Regions from separate parts of the Mus musculus genome. Here region 1 is linked to region 2. The links are chromatin contacts, called in public Hi-C maps. All regions are on one chromosome and are shown on one strand. Each heading gives the region's core, a stretch centred on a gene start, on an enhancer-like site or on the middle of the called end of the contact. The rest is flanking DNA. Distances are from core to core; before and after follow the strand shown.

Region 1 (3,240 bases), core at 145-2,644, 330 kb after region 2:
TTTCCCACATCCTCACCAGCATTTATTGTCCTTCATTTTGTTGATCTTAGCCATCATGAGTATGGTAATTGAAATGTCAATTTCAATTTCAATTAGTTTTAATTTGTATTTTTCTAATTATTAAGGAAAATGAAGATTTTTTTGAGACCTCTGTTCAGATCCATTTTTAACAGAGTCATTTGTTTACTAGACTTGGTTTTCTTTTCTTTTTTTGAACTCTTTATACATTTTGGATATTAATACTCTGATAGATGTATATCACACAAAGATTATCTTTTACTCTGTGGGCTTACTTTCCACTAGGTTGTTTCCTTAGCTGTATAGAAGCTTTTTAGTTTTATGAGGTCTCACTTACCAATTGTTGACCTAGATCTTATAAGGTACGGTCTATGTTTTCTTCTAGTAGTGACAGTATTTTACACTGAGATCTGTGTTCAATTTGGAGTTAATGTTTGTTCAGCGTGATAGTTTTAGATCTAATTTTATTCTTCTGCATGTAGACATCTAGTTTTTTCAGGAATATTTGCTTGAGAAGCAGCATTTTCTCCAATATCTGTGTTTTAGGCATCTGTCAAATATCAAGATGGCAGTAGTCATATGCATTCATGATTGGGTCTTCTATTTTGGTTCATTAGTCTATATGTCCCTTTTTGTATCACTATCATATTAGTTTTAGCACTATAGCTCTGTACTATATCTTGAAATCTGTAATAGTAGTCATTTAGGATAATAGAAACAATTTAGGAAATAATAGAAACAATACATTTTATTCCCCAGGATTGTTTTAGCTATCATGGGTCTTTGGTGTGGTTTCACATGTTGTGGGGGTTTTTTTTATGTTTTATTTATATTTCTATAAAGCTTTTGTGAGGTTTTTACTTAGAATTGCATTAATCTAGCAAGTAAGTTTTGTAGAATACTTATTTTCACAATCGTAATTCTACTAACCCGTGAGTATGAAGGTACTTTCCATTTTCTAATCTCTTCTTCAATCGCTTTCTTCAGAGATTGACAGTTTTTATTACAGAGGTGTTTCACTTCCTTGGTTAGATGTATTCCTTGATATTCTGTTTTCTTTGATGCTATTATGAGTGGGAGTATATTTATGATCTCCTTCTCAGTGTTCTTTTTCTTACTGTCTAGAACTGGTTTTTAAGTTGATTTTGTATCTTGCAACTTTGCTGAAATTCTTGGTTGCTTCTAGAAATGAAATTATTTGGATATCTTATGTGGAAAATCATTGTCTTAGAATTTCTATTGCATGAAGAGATACCATGACCACAGTAACTATTATAAAGGAAAAGATTTAATTGGGACCTGCTTATAGTTTTAGAGGGTGAGCTTATCACATACTGGCAGGAAACATGACAGAGTACGGACAGACATGGTGCTGGAGAGAGAGCTAAGAGTTTTACATCTTGATCAGCAGGAAGTGATCTGGTTGAGCTTCTGAAACCTCAAAGCCCACCCCCTAGTGACACATCTCCTCTAAAAAAAATCACACCTATTCCTAGAAGGCCACACCTCCTAATATGGGCTCCCATTTTTATTCAAATCACCACAATCATATTATCTGCAGACTCCAAACTAAAACTAATCAGAAGACATAAAACAGGATACTTTGTCCTAATCAAGAGAATAGATAAACAAGAATATACTACAATGCTAAACATAGATACATCAAACTCTGGTGCAGCTAGATTCATGAAAATTTTATTACTAGAATTAAAGACACATTAACTCCAACTCAATACCCCACTCTCCTCAATATATAGGTCACTTAGGCTAAAAGTAAACAGAAAAATGCCAGGATTAAATTGCTTTATATATTAAATTGACCTACAGACATCAACAGAATATATTTTCCAACACCAAAGACTATATATTCTTCTCAGCAGCCCACGAAACTTCTGAAAAATATACCACATATTGGGACACAAACCAAATCATTAGAAATTCACAAAACTGAAAAACTCCATTTATCCTATCTGGACATAATGCAATAAACTTCAAAACAGCACCAAATTAATTAATCTCTTGTCATTATACAAAAGCATGAAGATAAATAATATATTACTAAATCAAAAAAGAAAGTTAAAAATTCCAGGAACTAAATGAAAGTTAAAACACAACATAGTACTTCTGGGGCACATTAAAAGCAGCCCTAAAAGAAAGGTTTGTAGCTCTAAGCTCTTACATTAAAATTTTCAGAAAGAACAAAAATAGATAAATTAATTTGGAAAATCCAAATTTTATTAAGAGTAGTTAATGTAAAAGGAGGCCATAAATTTGAAAGAGAACAAAGAGTGGTATATGGAAAAATTTGGAAAGAGGAAATGAAAAGGAGAAATGATGTAATTATATTTAATCTCAAAATTAAAGAAAAATGAGAGAAGCAAACAAAATGATAATCATAACAAAAGCAATCTACAGACTCAAGGCAATCTTCATCAAAATTTCAATGCAATTTTTCACATGAATTATAAAAAAAAATCTTAAATTTTAAATATATGCACAAAAGACCCAGGATAGTTGAAATGATCTTCAATGACAACAAATATTGCTATATCAGATTTTAAATTATAATTTAGAGCTATTTTAATGAAGACAACATGGTTCTGACATAAAACTAGACTCGTTGATGAGTAGAATAGAACTGAAGTCCTACATATAATTCAATACTCCTACTACAGCCTGATAATTTACAAAAAGGCAAACAATTTACATTGGAGGAAATACAGCATTTTAAATAAATTATACTGTCAAATTGAATAGCTACATGTAGAAAATAAAACTCTATCTTATCTCTTACATTGCATAAAATTCAACTACAGATGGATCAAGGTCCTCAACATAAGACAAAGTGAACTAAATGTATGAGAAGTGAAAGTAAGTCCTATGTTTGAATTCATTGGCAAAGGAAAGGACATTCTGAAAAAGATCTCTCATAGTGCAGGTATTAATACCAACAATTAATAAGTGGGAGCTCATTATACTACAGTTTCTGCATAAAAAAAGGCATCATCACTGGAATGAAGAAGTAGGACAAAGGATTAAAGCATCTTTCACCACTCCTTGGAAAAACTTCTGTTTTCATTAGGTGATTATTAACATAGTGATTCATAACTTGTCAAGGTACAGAGATTATGAGACTGAAGAACGGTGTTCTAAATGGAACATAAATACTGTAATCCCCATTCCAATATCAAGGATTCTTATAGAAAAGGGTTATAAAGAGTA
Region 2 (3,100 bases), core at 457-2,956:
TAAGGTCTTCAAAGTATCCACATTTCAGCACCCTACACTAGAATACTGAGAATTACCCATTTTACAGTTGGACAGCTTTTGAATAACTTTGCTATTTTTTTTTTAATCCTAAAGAGTGGTTTGTGAAACTAAGAAAAAAGCAATAACAAATGCACAATAAGGCCTCAACTGCCTTACTCACAGCAGATAATTTTTCACCTGGGAAGGAGGAAGCACTCTCAGGTCATTTTGTTAGAAAAGTTTACTTTATGCTGTTTTCCAAGAGTTGTGGATCTGATGAGTGTACAGCTAGTGTAGAAAAAAAAAAAAAAAAACCTGGAAAGTTTATGTTCTGCTAATATGGGAAATACAACAATGTCCTTGCTTCCCTTCTTTATCTGTGAAGCAGAGTTGATCATGCATACTTCTTTTCCCCCTTGAGGTTTCAGTTAACTCCTTCAATAAAGGTAAACTCTCAGTACAATGGATAAAGCACCCCCCCCCAACTGTAGAAGCCTGTAAATGTGGAAATAGCTAGTGTGATTGCATACTCCACCAACGCCAGTATTTGAAAAGCTGAATCAGAAGGATCATTGGGGTACAAAAGAAATCCCTGTCTCGAAAGAAAGATAAAACAATGCCCCCCAAAACAAATAAGAACACCGTGAGTCTCACAAAACAAATGCACTCATGTGCCTGCTGGGACAGATCCAGAGGTTAAAGCCATTTACAAGTGATGGGGTCTACAACCTTTCTCTAAGGACATTTTCTGTATAGGTCTAGTCTCCATCTTTCTATTGCATACTTGTCCCTACAGTTGGGAGTATCCTACATCATCTTCATTCACTCTTACTTGTCCATCAAAAGAAAGATCATCCCTCTGTGATTCCTCTACCAAAGGTAAGGGTTTTCAAGTGCAAACAATTTAGACATCTAAAGGATTCTATACAAACAACGCTTTGGACAAAATCAAAGGTTCGTGTATGCATGACAAGTGTTTTTGACATTTGTGTTTGCCCACTTTTCTGGATGATTTTTGCCTGTGCATGTCTGAAGAAATAAAACGTATAAATTACAGGTAATTCCCAACAGAAAGAAGGGCTGGGAATAAGGTAGAAATGACCACCATGGGCTTCTTGGGCCCAGAATTCCCAGATCAAATGGCTTGGTGTCAGGAATTCCCAGCTATCCTACAGGAGGATCTCAAAGGTTTCAGCAAGAGTTGCTTTGACTGCAGCTTGTTCTTTAATGTCAGGAGACTCTCCCTTCTGCTTGTCCTGGTGGGCCCTGGGGGGAGCGGGGAGGGAATACCTAAGAGCAATTGGTAGCTGGTACTTCTAATGCCTCTTCCTCCTCCAACCTCCAAGAGTCTGTTTTGGGATTGGGTTCAGGAATGAAATTCTGCCTGTGCTAACCTCCTGGGGAGCCGGTAGACTTGTCTGTTAAAAATCGCTTCTGCTTTGGAGCCTAAAGCCCGGTTCCGAAAAACAAGTGGTATTTAGGGAAGAGGGGTCTTCAAAGGCTACAGTGAGTCATTCCAGCCTTCAACCATACTACGCCAGCACTACGTTCTCTAAAGCCACTCTGCGCTAGCTTGCGGTGAGGGGAGGGGAGAAAAGGAAAGGGGAGGGGAGGGGAGGGGAGAGAGAAAGGAGGTGGGAAGGCAGAGAGGCCGGCCTGCGGGGGCGGGACCGACTCACAAACTGTTGCATTTGCTTTCCACCTCCCAGCGCCCCCTCGGAGATCCCTAGGAGCCAGCCTGCTGGGAGAACCAGAGGGTCCGGAGCAAACCTGGAGGCTGAGAGGGCATCAGAGGGGAAAAGACTGAGCTAGCCACTCCAGTGCCATACAGAAGCTTAAGGGACGCACCACGCCAGCCCCAGCCCAGCGACAGCCAACGCCTGTTGCAGAGCGGCGGCTTCGAAGCCGCCGCCCAGGAGCTGCCCTTTCCTCTTCGGTGAAGTTTCTAAAAGCTGCGGGAGACTCAGAGGAAGCAAGGAAAGTGTCCGGTAGGACTACGGCTGCCTTTGTCCTCTTCCCCTCTACCCTTACCCCCTCCTGGGTCCCCTCTCCAGGAGCTGACTAGGCAGGCTTTCTGGCCAACCCTCTCCCCTACACCCCCAGCTCTGCCAGCCAGTTTGCACAGAGGTAAACTCCCTTTGGCTGAGAGTAGGGGAGCTTGTTGCACATTGCAAGGAAGGCTTTTGGGAGCCCAGAGACTGAGGAGCAACAGCACGCCCAGGAGAGTCCCTGGTTCCAGGTTCTCGCCCCTGCACCTCCTCCTGCCCGCCCCTCACCCTGTGTGTGGTGTTAGAAATGAAAAGATGAAAAGGCAGCTAGGGTTTCAGTAGTCGAAAGCAAAACAAAAGCTAAAAGAAAACAAAAAGAAAATAGCCCAGTTCTTATTTGCACCTGCTTCAGTGGACTTTGAATTTGGAAGGCAGAGGATTTCCCCTTTTCCCTCCCGTCAAGGTTTGAGCATCTTTTAATCTGTTCTTCAAGTATTTAGAGACAAACTGTGTAAGTAGCAGGGCAGATCCTGTCTTGCGCGTGCCTTCCTTTACTGGAGACTTTGAGGTTATCTGGGCACTCCCCCCACCCACCCCCCCTCCTGCAAGTTTTCTTCCCCGGAGCTTCCCGCAGGTGGGCAGCTAGCTGCAGATACTACATCATCAGTCAGGAGAACTCTTCAGAGCAAGAGACGAGGAGGCAGGATAAGGGAATTCGGTGGAAGCTACAGACAAGCTCAAGGATGGAGGTGCAGTTAGGGCTGGGAAGGGTCTACCCACGGCCCCCATCCAAGACCTATCGAGGAGCGTTCCAGAATCTGTTCCAGAGCGTGCGCGAAGCGATCCAGAACCCGGGCCCCAGGCACCCTGAGGCCGCTAACATAGCACCTCCCGGCGCCTGTTTACAGCAGAGGCAGGAGACTAGCCCCCGGCGGCGGCGGCGGCAGCAGCACACTGAGGATGGTTCTCCTCAAGCCCACATCAGAGGCCCCACAGGCTACCTGGCCCTGGAGGAGGAACAGCAGCCTTCACAGCAGCAGGCAGCCTCCGAGGGCCACCCTGAGAGCAGCTGCCTCCCCGAGCCTGGGGCGGCCACCGCTCCTGGCAAGGGG

What was found. A called contact is a pair of places that touch in the nucleus more often than the background predicts.
Region 1: a contact with region 2 is called in a Hi-C map of group 2 innate lymphoid cells, with 4 times the contacts expected there. The contact joins the enhancer-like site here to the promoter of Ar in region 2. A contact is called at or near these places in 1 of 39 promoter capture datasets (hippocampal neurons), 1 of 484 Hi-C or Micro-C datasets (group 2 innate lymphoid cells) and 1 of 115 datasets of contacts at active chromatin or transcription factors (embryonic stem cells).

The regions. Positions count from the first base shown.
Region 1 is chrX:98,475,652-98,478,891 of GRCm38.p6, forward strand. No RefSeq gene overlaps it. Among named protein-coding and RNA genes, the nearest start is that of Ar, 330 kb to the left of the region's middle. Within about 2 kb of position 1,395, at least 4 of the 459 cell types and tissues checked have an H3K27ac peak or open chromatin away from gene starts, as enhancers often do. A contact at or near this core is called in group 2 innate lymphoid cells, where this site is marked.
Region 2 is chrX:98,147,051-98,150,150 of GRCm38.p6, forward strand. It overlaps Ar (androgen receptor), which reads left to right and starts at 1,707. Exons shown (of 8, transcript NM_013476.4): 1 at 1,707-3,100. The coding sequence starts at 2,732.